Regions from separate parts of the Canis lupus genome. Here region 2 is linked to region 1. The links are chromatin contacts, called in public Hi-C maps. All regions are on one chromosome and are shown on one strand. Each heading gives the region's core, a stretch centred on a gene start, on an enhancer-like site or on the middle of the called end of the contact. The rest is flanking DNA. Distances are from core to core; before and after follow the strand shown.

Region 1 (6,775 bases), core at 3,749-6,248:
AAGTGACTAAACCAAAGTATCACCTTTCCTGGGGAAGAGGAAGAAGAGTTGGGGAAACAGGAGAGAAGGAGGGAATGACAAGAATAAATACAGGAAGCAAAAGGGAGAAAAGACATGAAGAAGGAAGAAAAAGGAGGAAAAAGAAAGAAAACAAAAGGAGAAATAAAGAGGGTTGTGAAAAATTTGGTTCTGTAGGTTTTGAGGGGCTGTCAAGGTCATTTGTAAAGTTCCCTCAGAGGGGGAGGAACAAGACTTCCCCATCCTTTCAACGTTTAGATGAGCTTACCATTCAGCTCACACAGTTTCCATTGCCCAGAACTTGGGCAGAACAGCCTTTGATAGGCCCCCCAGGTCTGCAGACATAGCAGGAGGTCTAACTCCAGCGCTAAGATTTAGACTTGTAAGTAATAAATCCCCACCCCCACTCCTTACTCAAGTGCATGGTTGGAGAAGGTCTTCCTCAACTGGGCGATTCCATTTTGCCCACCATTTCCTGCTCTAGGACTGGGCTTCTGCAGTGTATGTCCTGATAGAGGACCACAGATGACTGGAGAGCATGACTGGAACAGCTATCTTCAGCTCTCTTCCCTTCTTCTTGAGACTATGGCCCACAAAGAATATACCCTTCTAGGCCTTTTATAGTTTGAAAGTACAGAAGGAAAATTCTGATTGATTAAGTCAATATTTACATGTATTATGTGAGAGGCATTGGGCATACAGATAGGTACTGGGGAAGATGTCTGAGGCTCTGCCTCCTTGAGGTTGACATTGCAGTGGGGGAGTCAGTAAAATGGTGTCATTTGCCCCTATTTTGTGCCCCTCCAACCTCACCAAATATGGTCATATCTTCAAATACACACTCTGACTCCTTGTTCCCTCCCGGACTCTCCTGGCACCAGCTGAAGAGGCTTTCCTTGTCCCTGGTTGGTCTTCATATCCCTCAAACCCTAACCCCAGTTCCAAGGAGTTTTATCTTACACAACAATTAAGCAAGGAGTTAATGACAAATACTGCATTGGGTGCCATGCTTATAGGTCAGAAATTTGGGGTAAATAAAAAGGAAATCTCTGACGGCCAGGAAATCAATCATCTGAAAGGCAGCTGATGCATGTCCTTACTTTTAAAATAGTTTTATTTAAAAAATAACCTTTATACATTATTTTACTTTAACTCAACTCTCACTCAAGCAAAACAAAAGAAAGCAAAAAAAGATTGCTCACTTTTAAACCAGGACAGGCTCGTTAGCAACAAGGACAGCGCTGCCAACTCCTGGGACGACGTTCATTCTCCGGGTTTCTGCTATGGCAGCCTCTTTACCTTGCTCTCCTCCTAGTTCTGAGTTCCCCAGGTTTACATGGGAAGCAGGACTCATCATTCTCCTTGGTGTGGGATCAGGAATTGGCTGTAAAATTCCAGTATTTCTGGGTGCTGGAAGGTGCCTGCTCCATCTTCATCACTTGAACCTGCCTCAAAATTTTCTAGGAGATTCAATAGCTGTACTATTGAAAAGTGCCTGGGATCTGCTAGGATGGGTTGCCTATCCATTGCCCATTGACCCCTGGCTCTTACTGGTGGAGTGCTGATTTTTTGCAGATGTAATCATCTCCCACCACAGGGACTCTTTCTAAGGATAATGGTAAAACAATCCCAGTGATTCATGTAGGGAAGTGCTTGTGACTTGATCCTGGTCAATAAAAATAAGTGGGTGAAGCAAGTGGTAGAAAGATCCACAAATGTTTCCTTACTCTTACTTACAATGAAACTTAAGATAATTCTATAGTATGGTGTGATAGCAGCCAGTTGCTAATGAAGCTTAGGTAAGGACAGAATTAGCATGTTGTAGGTGGTAGGGTAGAAAGATGGAAAGAACGTGGGTCCTTGATTGATGATTGGAGCTATTGAATCCAAGTGATCATGGCACCACCCTACTCGAGACTTTTCATTACATAGCATACCAGATTTTCCTTATTGCTTAAGTCAGTTGGGTCAGCATTATCTGTTACCTATACCTGAAGTCTTCCTGATTCACTTGCTTAGGTCCATTAGTATGAACACCAAAGAATCTCAGCTGGTGGTCATAGGTAAGTTTTTGTTTGACCATTCTTTGATTTCAGAAGAAGGAAAAGGACAGGATAAGGAATTCATGCCATGGACTTATTTATTTATTTAAGATAAAATTTTTTTGAGATAAATGGTAGAGCCACATGCAGTTGGAAAAACTAATACAGAGAGGCCTGGTGTACCCTTCAGCCAGTTTTCCCCAGTTGCAACATCTTACAAAGCTATAATACAATATCACGACCAGAAAATTGACATTGATACAATCCACTGACCTAACTCAGATTTCACCAGTTTTGCATGTACTTGCTCATGGGTGAGCCTATTTTGTTCTATGCAATTTTACCCCGTGCGTAGGCTTGTGTATTCGCCATCATAGTCAAGCTGTAGAACAGCTGGGGTTTACTTTTTAAAGCAACTTCTAAACTCTTTAACACTTTTGGCGTTTCTCACAGTGCTTTTCAAACAGTGTTTGTTGGAGGCCTTGAAGTCCTACCCCCTCTACTTCACTTTAGTTGGAGCAAGTCCACGAACATGTATTTTATATTCTGAGCTTCATTATAAGCCTTCATCTGGCGAATAAGTTCTTAGCTCAAAAACAAACAACAACAAAAAATGGCACTGGTAATCTATAGTAAATATACCTTTGATATCCAAATAATCTTACTTAGAGCATTACACTTTTTCAAGGCCCTTTCCAGTTATCGTCCTTAAGTATTAAAACAGCTCTGATTGGGATCCCTGGGTGGCGCAGCGGTTTGGCGCCTGCCTTTGGCCCAGGGCGCGATCCTGGAGACCCGGGATCGAATCCCACATCGGGCTCCCGGTGCATGGAGCCTGCTTCTCCCTCTGCCTGTGTCTCTGCCTCTCTCTCTCTCTCTCTCTGTGACTATCATGAATAAATAAATAAAATCTTTAAAAAAAAAAAAATTAAAAAAAAAAAAATAAAACAGCTCTGATTAAGTGACTAAACCAATGAACAGGGGATCCCTGGGTGGCTCAGTGGTTTGGCGCCTGCCTTTGGCCCAGGGCACGATCCTGGAGTCCCGGGATCGAGTCCGGCATCGGGCTCCAGGCATGGGGCCTGCTTCTCCCTCTGCCTGTGTCTCTGCCTCTCTCTCTCTCTCTCTCATAAATAAATAAATATTTAAAAAAATAAACCAATGAACACATGAAACAAACATGGATGTGATCAATGTTTGTGGGAGTCTTAATGCAGGCAGGCTCCACAGGAGCTGAGCTGCTAGAGAAGGAACCCTGGGCTTCCATGGCACCAACTCTTCACTCCTCTACTGAGAAGCTAGCGCTGACCCCCTGCAGTATATCCCAACTCCCTCCTTTGGCCAGATCCCACCAGAGCTGAAAATTAAATCCTTTGTATCAAAGGACAGGGTTCATTCTGGAACAGGTGATTACAGCACTGTGCTGCATAGTTTTACAGAAGGTGAGAAGCATTGTTCTGTAAGAGGGATGCTTTCATGCTCATCACCTGTCATGGAACAAGGTTCTGATGAATTTCACAAAATCTCACAGGCTTTACTGGGGAAATTTATAAAGCAAGAATGAACAAGAAAACAGAAGAGATGGGCCACAATTCTCTGCTGGACGCACCCTGGGTGGACCTTCCAGGAAGGGAACTTGTTCCCTTGCTTCTCACTTTATAGGGCAAGAGTGAGAATGACCTAGATGATGAGGGGATAATCTAACTTCTTGGGTACCACCAAGTCTGAGGTTAGATACTCAGTTGTCTGGGAAAACCAGTTGCCCAGCACCTGAGGACCTTGGTTCTATGGAAGGGAGAAACTGGTTCTGTTGGAAGGTTGGATGCAATCAATCCCTTCTGTGGGAAGTGAGGAGCCCAGGTCCCAACAGGCTTGTCCAAGCAACCCAGAATGAGGACAGCTTTTGACAATCCTGCTTGTGGCACCGAAAGTCTTATCCATCTTTATTTCCCCAGCACTTAACTCAGAGCCTGGCAAATGATGGCTACATGAGCAACGCCTGATGGGTTAATGAATAAATACACTTTTGTGCCAGTTGAAAACAACTAATTTTGTTCTTGCTGATGAAATGAGAGCAGGGCAAACAAGAAAGAAACATTTCTTGAATCTGTGAAAGTCCAAAAGCATGCTCTGCCTCTGCTTTGGTTAAAACCTCTTTGAAGCATCCCTAACTTTATGAGAAGGCCGCCTGGCTGCAGCAAGGTCTACTTCTACTGAATTTCTATCATTTCCTTGCAGTTCTGGCAAATAAGACCGTGGGATCTGGATCTGAGTGTCTGGGATCTGAGGCGCTCAGTAAAGGAAGTCTCCACAGGCGGCAGCAGCTCTGGAATTTCCCACAGCCACTCCTCCAACAAGCTTTGTAAATCTTCAGTACTTTGATTGAATCAGATGCACAGCACAATGGGAAGTAAGCCACTGTTTGTGAAATATTTTTGAAAACAATTTGAGCATTTACATCTCTAAGACAGTTTTCTGTAGGACAATGTATTCTAATCTCTTTCCCACTGAAAACCTCTTTTAATGTGATTTCCCCCACAGAACCCCTGCCTTGAATAGAAGCAAACAAACACATTTGTTAAATAACAATGAATTTATCTTTCCAAATGGAAATCAAGGAATCAAGTTTTTTTTTTTTCTTCCTAACTAAAAGTCATCCTTGAGGCTTTGAGTAAACAATTACTTTCAAGCTTCCTGAAAAACTGAAAGTAGCTGGAGGAATTTTACCCAGGCCCCTCCGACTGCGGTTATTACTTTCTGAAACTGCTAAGCTTCTAGGTTTGACACTAGCCTTCCGGATGGCACCAGGGGGAGAGCACAGAATTAACACAAGCCTGTGACTTGTAGGCCTTTGGCTATCAGCTTGTCCTCGAGACTGGGAATGAGGTCTCCACCAAGGCAGTTATTCCTGCCCCAAGTTCTGTCTAGGTGTCCTGCTGGGGGTGGGTGGGTGGGTGAGATTTTTGTCTGCCAAGCAGGCAGAGGCCAGACTTTCGCCCAGGCTTTCTGTGAATGTGATACATCTAGAATGTTCAACCAGTAAACCAGAATAGCCAAATCCTTTTGCCTAAGGAGCTGTCCCTTTGAGATGTAGCATAAGTGACTTGTCTTCCTAGACGAACCTCTTCTGTGGTCTAAAGTTGTTACTTTAGGATGGGGGAAAAATTCTCAAGAGCGAGCATAATAAAGCAGTGAGCAACACAATTTGCTCAAAGAAAAAAAAAAGTTTTTATTACCTTCATAAATTGTCATAGTACTTTTTTTTGGGTGGAGGGGGGAGATTGGAATAAATAGGGGCTTGGAAATCTGACCTTGGCTGGTGTTAGGATAGAGAGAATCTGGTGCTTCTTAATTTCCCATTTAGGTTCTCAGTGTTCCAGGAAGCAGTTTGCTCAAGTTTCTCTTCTCCATTTAGCTCCCCTGAATGCCCAGCTTCGGTGCCTGGGCATTGCTGCCAAGGATCCTGCTGGTGCATTCAGCTGCCATTCAAGGAAACAGCCCTCCACACCGCCTCGCACTTGCAAGTCTGTCTTACAGCATAAAACAGGTGGAAGGACATTCTGCCTTTAGAGTTCTGCTGGCATGTCTCGCTACTTCTATTGCCCAATGCCAAGAATGACAAAAATCTTTTGTGTATGTTTGGGGGTGGGAAAGACCAGATAGTACCGTGAATAGCAGTTAACTTGCTGTTTGGGCAAGATTCCCAGGGCAGCTGTTGTAACTCAGGCGGCAGTAACTCTAACACTTGGCTCCGTTGCTAGGATGGATTGATAGAAACTTTGGACAAATCGTTTAAAAATTATGCTCCCTCTGCCAAAAAATAAAAAAATAAAAAATGATGCTCCTGTGATATGCCGAATACATCACCGATCAACTCAAAAGCTGGGTATTTGTTAGTATCATAATAAGGACATACAAGGAACATGTTAATCAACCAGGATTGTGTTTATGCTTCCATTTCTATTCTAAATATTTTCTGCCTTCAGCAAAGTCATTGGCATCTGTTGGTAAAAATTTGAACTGACCCAAGATTTGCAATCTGTAGCTACAGCTGAGACAGGATTACCTTTTCTTATATGCTGACGATCTTAATTATACTAACAAGTTAGCTAACTTCACAATTATAAGTTTTAGTTTGTGAATTTGCCAATCCTTTGTTCTTAGCCAAAGACTTTAACCTACATTTAATTTTTGGTCTTGATGCATACATGTACACGTGCATAAACATTCTTCTATTTTTTGTGTAGAGAAAAAGATGACGCTAGTATTCAAATGGTAGGTAGTTACACTAAATTATACTTTATTGTAAGATAAAAATGGGACTCATTGAAATAAATAATTTCTGAAACATGAATTCTCAACATAAATTTATATGAATCTCAACATTGTCAAATTAAATCTCTTCAAGATTCCCTTGACCTCATTAATGAGCATCAGTTTTAAAAATAGTTGCATGGTGGCGTGCCTGGGTGGCTCAGTCTGTTGAGTGTCTTGACTCTTGATTTTGGCTCGGGTCAGGATCTCAGGGTCGTGAGATCGAGCTGGACCTCTGGCTCTGTGCGGGGCGTGGAGCCTGCTTAAAATTTTCTCTCTGCCTCTCCCTCTGCCCCTCCCCCACTGCTTGCGAATGTGTGTGCTCTCTCTCTAAAGATAAAAAAAAAATAGTTGCATGGTTTTGCCTCCATCATTTCCTTTTTGTTGAACACATCCAGACC
Region 2 (7,086 bases), core at 3,331-5,830, 400 kb before region 1:
ATCTGGGAGTCCGCTCCTGGCCCCTGAGCCCCTGCTGTGGGCCTGGTGCGGCCACAGACGGTCACCACGGCCGCCGGGCCCCCCTGTGAGGTGAGCACTGGCCAGGCCCCCACCAGATGGGCTTGCCAAGGAGCCAAGATTAACACCTAGATTTTCTGAGAGCTCCAGGACCCCTTTGGTGCGACCTGCGTCCCACTGGGGAGAAAAAGCCTACTTGTGCTAATCGGGACTTTCACAGGTGCGTCACCAACAGCCTCTCTTTCAGAGGCAGGCACGTGCAAATCTGCAGGTGGCACTGCCACCAGGGCAGCTGAACCCACGAGGACCTGTCACGGGGGAAGGCGTCAGCACTTTTTTTCCCCTAATCCTTTCCATCCAAGAGAAGAGCTCATTAGCCGATACCACGGAACGTGCACAGTAGGCCCAAAGAGACAAAGAGGTCCCCATGCACGGGGGTGGCCGGGCTCCCTGAACACAGGGGCTATAGTGGTCTTCTGTGCCTCAGTATGCACCACCGCTGACAGCCTAAGGGAAAGGACCAATGCCCGGAAGAGGCAACCCCATGCCCACCCTCCAGAAGTGGGAGCCGTGGACCTAGCCACGGACAGAGAGACCATTTCCTACCTTTTAGGGTTTCCTGCAAGGTCTGTACAAAGCTAGCCAAGCGGTGGCTGTCACTGTGATTCCTGCTTGGATTCTCGCCCCCTGGGTGGACCAAGGTTGCCAGGTGAAGGTTCACAAGGGTCAAGTCATTACTTCCCACCTGAGGCGAGAGGAAACAAAGCAACAGGGACGGGCTTAGATGTTCCTATTTCCTGGATTCGTTACTTCCCAGTTACGAATCGCTTCCTGCACGGTGTTGACAACAGCAAACACAAACCAAGTAGCTTGCACCCCGAGAGCTCATGCAAGGTGGTGCCAGGTTAGATTTTTCTCTGAGGCACCTGTAGGACCGAAATCTCCCTTGTTCTATCAGTCCACTCCCCTACATCACACCGTCTCCTCCAACCGAGGGTCTGGAAAAACCAGGCACATCTGGAAATGTCAGGTTTGGGTTTTTTGTTTTTTCCTTCAAAGCAACTCCAAAGGCGGAGGAGGTGGTGGCTCTGGCAGCCGGTCGTTAGCCAAGACTGGGGCTCTCACCTTCCAGGGCCAGTTGGCGAGCCCTCTGCCAGGACCCCCTGCTGGGGCCCGTCTCCTTCCCCACCCCACCCCCGCCCCCCTTTGCCTGCTTTTCCCTCTGGAGACCACTATGCCCGGATGCTCCCTTTCTCCAGATTTCAAATGCATCAAGCGGGGAATCTGGCTGAAGGTCGGCAGCACGGGCTATGCCCTGATCCTGCACCCCCAGGGTGCAGGGCCTGGTGGGCAGGTCCAGGCGCCTGCAGGCAGAGCCCGTCTCCTGAGCACCACAGCATCGCTCAGCGGCTCGGGGTTTAGCAATCCTGCCCTTCCGCTTGTCATGGCAACAAACACTAAACACTGCCAGGAGGGAAGGGGGTGCAGGGGGAGCCCCCAGGAAGTGGAGGCTGACCCCAGTTTGCCCACCACCGCCCAGCCTGGAGAGCTCTCTGCAGCTGTGACCACAGAGGAACCATGAGGCCACAGGTAGGGAAACCCCGCCAAGGGAGGGGGCTAGAGCCAAGGCACATCTCCACACCATACCACTTGTCCGGCCCAGACTGGGGCGTGAAGGATAGGAGGCCGAGCGCCCGTCTAAGCACGTTAAAGGATTTGGACCAATAATTCAGGACACGGTAGCATTTTCTCATTGGCCATTAAAAGCAGCCAGCCATGGGGCGCCGGGGTGGCTCAGTTGGTTAAGCATCTGCCTTCGGCTCAGGTCATGATCCTGGGGTTTTGGTGTCAAGCCGCACATGGGGCTCCCTGCTTAGCAGGGCGTCTGCTTCTCCCTCTGCCCCCACCCACCCCTCGCTCATGCCTGTGTGCTCGCTCTCTCTTTCTCTCAAATCTTAAAAAACAAAACAAACAAAAACCATCCAGACTTTTAGAGACATTGGTTGGTCTGGGGGTTGTCTTGCCAGGTAAAAGCACGTATAACCACTTTACATAAAAAGAAAAGCAGCCCAGGGCAGCCCTGGTGGCTCAGCGGTTTAGCATCGCCTGCAGTCCAGGGCGTGATACTGGAGACCCGGGATCGAGTCCAGGTCGGGGTCCTTGCAGGGAGCCTGCTTCTCCCTCTGCCTGTGTCTCTGCCTCTCTCTCTGTGTGTCACTCATGAATTTAATTTTAATGCCAGTGCGGCATTAGGAGGTTTTAAAGATGATAACTGGCTGATTTTACACGTCTGTCTCCTAAGCGCAACCTAAGACACCCCGGGGTGGGTGTGCACACGGAACCCCAGCAACCTTGCAGCTAGGGAGGGGCAGGATCTTGGACTAGACCCCAACCCGAGCCAACACAGCCCCCGAGGGCTGCCCCAGCCGGGAGCTGCCAGAGACTGTGCTGTGGTTCGAAGCAACTCTGAGGCTCCCGAACTGGTCTGGAGCACACAGAAGGGGGAAGGCTCCTCAGACCCCCACAGGTGGCTTGCTAGGCTCGGTAGCAAGGGCCCGCTCTTGCCCGACCCTGTGATTTCACAGGTAAGTGCTGTGGGGATAAGGTCCATTGAGTGCCCACTGGGCGATGGGTTCTGGCTGCTGGCTCCTTGTTCCCCCTAGTTCCGAGCTCCTGACCGTTGGCCGTTCTGAGCACTGCCCAGGGACATGCAGGCGAATCAGAGGGAGAGCTCACATCAGCCTGCCAACGCTCCCATGTGAGGGGCTCATCTGGAGGAGGTCAGTGGTGGGGCTGCCCTGACCCTAGAGCCCAGAGGCTCCTCCTGCATCCCCTCTGAACCCAAATGACCCCTTGAGGGTCATCCCCTTGTCCTCGATACAGGTTCTGCTGTCCTCTAAATCCAGTGGTTTCCAAATATCAGAGGGATGAAGAAGCCCTAAAGGTGCCTTGGAAAAACAGGCAGTCCTGGGCCCTATTCCAGAAATCCTGCGTGTTCGGGGGAGGGTCCAGGAATACCTGATTTAAAAAAAATCTCCCCAGGTAATTCTGACCTGTATTAGGTTTGGGAACCAGCCACTTGATCCCCTTCCTGCCCAAATGCCAGTGTTATTGGAGCTAGAGTCCCCTCACCCCCAGGCCCTCGCATTCCTGCCCTGGACAAGTTCATCAGCCAAGGGAGCCCCAAGAGGACATGGCAACCTGGCCCTGAGACAGAGCAGATGAGGTTGCTCTGGATCACAGTTTACAAAGGGACTCCCCCCACCCCCTTTTATTTTTTTATTTTATTTTATTTTTATTTATGTATGATAGTCACACAGAGAGAGAGAGAGAGAGAGGCAGAGACACAGGCAGAGGGAGAAGCAGGCTCCATGCACCGGGAGCCTGACGTGGGACTCGATCCCGGGTCTCCAGGATCGCGCCCTGGGCCAAAGGCAGGCGCCAAACCGCTGCGCCACCCAGGGATCCCCCCACCCCCCTTTTAGAAGTAGACCTTCACAGCGACACAAACGGTACCTTGAAACGCGCCAGGTACGGGCTGGGACCCGACGGCTTCCCGTGCCCGTTGCCAGGAGAACTTTCCTGCGAGGTGGCGTCTCTCAGCTCCACGCCGGCCGCAGCATCCCACAGGAATCCTGAGAACCCGGCGCCCTGCAGGAGAAGGGGGCGCGTCAGTTTGGAGAGCAGTCGGTTCTGTGGCAGGGCTCAGCCCCTACCTGGGGGAGGAGGCAGGAGAAACCAGGAGATGGGGGGGGGGGGTCTCTGCACTGGGTCCTGGGATCACATGCACGGGGATTGTTTCTGAAACAAAAGGAGACCCCAAAGCTATAGCGTGCTCCTCCTTGTCCCCTTGCCCCAAACTTCCCACGCTGCCACTTTCAGAGGTTTATGCGCAGCCAAGGGTGCCTGGGCTCTCATCATTTTGGGAGGGATGTGAGGGGAGCCCTGACTAAGCACAGAGTTGTCTTTTTAATCATCACATTCCAGGAGTCAGATACTCATACCCGCGTCCACCAAGCAGGAACTGAGCTGCCCAGAGAGGTTAAGTAACTTCCCTAACACCCCACTGCTGGTAAACAGCGATGCTGAGAATCAAATAGAGGACTCCAAAGGGTGGGCTTTGCTTACTGATTAGTTGCAGCTCACGACCAGTAAGTACCCGGCACCTAGTAAATCCTCCATAAATATTTGCTGGCTGGATGGAGGTCAGTGCTAAGAGTCCCAGGGGTTTAGACCCGGTCAAGGGCCCTCTGCAGGTGGACAGGGCCCACACAGGGGCCTGCAGCCCCAGGACAGGGCCCTGTGAGGGCCAGCGGGTGGCGTCAGGGGTGTCCTGAGGCCTGACACTAAACACCACTATCTCTGGCCTCAGATGACCTGCCTGTTTCTTGCTGCTGTCCGTGGGGCCTTCTGGAAAGAGGAAAAGCCTCCTCTCCCAGCCCATCCCAGCATCTGCAGGCTCTGCTGCCAGAGGTTGGCAGCGGGATCTGTGGCATCGCTGGAGGGGCCGGAGACACTTATTACCAAAAGAGAGGAAATGACTCTGCACAACCAGAGTGGCCTGTGCTGAGTCCCCAGCGTCCGCTCAGGTCCCAGCCCCAGGCCTTGCTGGGCTCAGCACCTTAACCAGACCAACTCGTGTTGGGGAGGAGGGAGGGGAACCATGTTCTGCACGTTGTGCACTTTGACATTTATGACCACAGGCCTGTGGCCGGAGAGGACGCCAGTTTAAGAACTGGAAGCCCTGGATCTCGTGCCACCCGTGTCACTCAGCCGTGAGACCACGGAGCCTTCCATTTCTCTAAACCTATTTCCTTGGGTGTAAAGTGAGTGAAATGGGATTTGCCCTTTCAGCGTTGGAGGGTTATCCTCCCACTTACTGTTTCTCCGAGGCTCAGCTCTGCTTAAAAGCTTCAGGGGCTCCCCAGGGCGCACCGGCCACTGCCCAGGAGCCCTCCGGGGAGCACCTGCCTGTTCGGTGCCGCCCCTCACACCTGCTCACCCGCCTTTCCAGCAGCACCAGGTGTTTCTGGGGGTCTCTCCCGACCCCTGGTCCCGGGGGCCCTGTCTCTTGAAGAACGGCCGCACCTCCACTAGGGGCAGTAGGAGATGGAGTGTTGGAGCCAGGGCTCCACCTGGGTTCGAGCCCGACCCCGCCGTGTGGCAGCCAGAGGGCTGCCGGGCAGACGGTCTTGCCTTATAGGTGTGGGCCTTCTCATCTACAGCCGCCAACCCCCCCCCCGCCCGCCCAGCTGTGGGGCAAGGGCTTGAGAGCTGAGCAGGGGCACCCGATGTCACTTCAGGCCCTGGGGGAATGGCAGTTGCTGCCACCACCTGCCCACATTTGTCTTGGGTAGAGATGGAACACATGCAACTTGCAGACACAATTTATTCAACAGCATTTAAAAATTTTTTTCGGTTATCTGTTCATATTCAAAATTCAGGAACTTTCACATTAAAGTCTAGATATTTGCATCTTTTGAGACACCGGGAGATGTGTCCACACTAGGCGCACTGCCCCCACGGCAACAAGTGTACAATGGCCCAGCCGCAGCCTGACACAGGTGTGGACTTCCAGGCCAGCAGTGCCTCTCGTGGGCCCGCCAGGCCCTGGCCTGTGTTTCAGTGCACCTGATCTTTTCAAATCCTACAGCTTCCTGCTGATTGACAGAAGGAAGGGGCTATTGCTCCCATTTTAGAGATAAAGGAATTGGGGCTGAGAAGTTTAAGTGGCTTGAACTCGGGTCTCCCTGCAACTGCACATTGTCCTCCAATGGCCTAGGCACCCCAGCCTCGAGTGGGGTTCCCCGCCTCATGCCTCCAATAGGCCGGGAGCTCCCTGAGGGAGGGGCTATGTCAGCTCAGGTTGGATTCCGGCCCTGGGCTTGCAAGGACTAAAACCAGGCAGGGCTGGGTCCCTGGGTCTGTGTTTCTCACCCATGTATGTTTGGCATGTGGCACAGTGCCTGGCACGTAGTAACCTGATGATTTCCCAGCAGATAAGCAGTGTTAAGTGGACTACAAGAGCTTAGTGAACCTACATATGTACAAAGTGCTATTTTTTTTTAAAGGTAAGATGGTATTATTAGTTCTATGTAGACTGAGAAAGGACAGCCATGGGCTACCGAGGGAAAGACTAGCTATGTCCCAATTTGGCTTAATTTCTAGCCTATGGGGAATGTACACTGGCTGTCACCTATAGTAACCATTTACACTCCAAAACATAAAACCCAGAGAAAGAAGATTTACATCACATTTTTAAGTAGCAGCTAAAAAGAGAGCTTATTGTCAATAAATGGTTGGATACTTTTCATCCATATCACTCACATAAATGTTATTTACGTATGTTTATAAACAGGTATACTAGAGAGGAAAAATACATTTGCATTATAGAAAAACTATGTAATGACACAGTTTCTGACTCATGATTAACTCTTGAAAGTCTATTTTAAAATCCAAAACCCCACTAATATTGGGACATCAGGGGGCTCAGTGGTTGAGCACCTGCCTTTAGCTCAGGTCGTGATCCGGGGTCCTGGGATGGAGTCCCACATGGGCTCCCTGCGTGGAGCCAGCTTCTCCCTCTGCCTAGGTCTCAGCCTTTCTTTGGGTGTCTCTCATGAATAAATAAATAAAAACTAAAAATAAAATAAAATAAAATAAAATCCCACGAATATCAAACACTCCTAGTGTGTAAAAACTGGTCTTGCATAGATCTGTAAGAGTGAAACATATCCCTACAGCCACAGGGGAACTACCAACGAAAGAAAATTCAAAATGACAATCTGCTCAACATGCCCACAGAACATTTCCATGTGCACAATTTCTACCTCAGAAAGCAAACGCTTTGCGTATGAATTAAGTGAATCTGAAGTTTTCAGTCAAGAAACAATGGGCTCTCCACAAACTTGGCAGAGAATGGAACTGTGGAGACGGGATTAAGAGGACAAAGGACAGAAATACCCCATCCGCAGCCTTGGCTCCAGACAGGATTTCTCTTCTCCTCCCAACACCCCCAACTCCCATTTCCGTCTGGGCAGGAGTCCATTCCCGATCTACATACGAAAC

What was found. Hi-C and Micro-C count contacts between places; a contact is called where the count stands out from the background.
Region 2: a contact with region 1 is called in a Hi-C map of blood, with 4 times the contacts expected there. The contact joins two enhancer-like sites. A contact is called at or near these places in 3 of 9 Hi-C or Micro-C datasets (amygdala, blood and skin fibroblasts).

Annotation. Positions count from the first base shown.
Region 1 is chr14:47,408,709-47,415,483 of UU_Cfam_GSD_1.0, reverse strand. No RefSeq gene overlaps it. Among named protein-coding and RNA genes, the nearest start is that of HERPUD2, 30 kb to the right of the region's middle. Within about 2 kb of position 4,998, at least 4 of the 20 cell types and tissues checked have an H3K27ac peak or open chromatin away from gene starts, as enhancers often do.
Region 2 is chr14:47,806,910-47,813,995 of UU_Cfam_GSD_1.0, reverse strand. It overlaps EEPD1 (endonuclease/exonuclease/phosphatase family domain-containing protein 1), which reads right to left. Exons shown (of 8, transcript XM_038557333.1): 5 at 3,535-3,669; 6 at 625-763. Among named protein-coding and RNA genes, the nearest start is that of ANLN, 95 kb to the left of the region's middle. Within about 2 kb of position 4,580, at least 3 of the 20 cell types and tissues checked have an H3K27ac peak or open chromatin away from gene starts, as enhancers often do.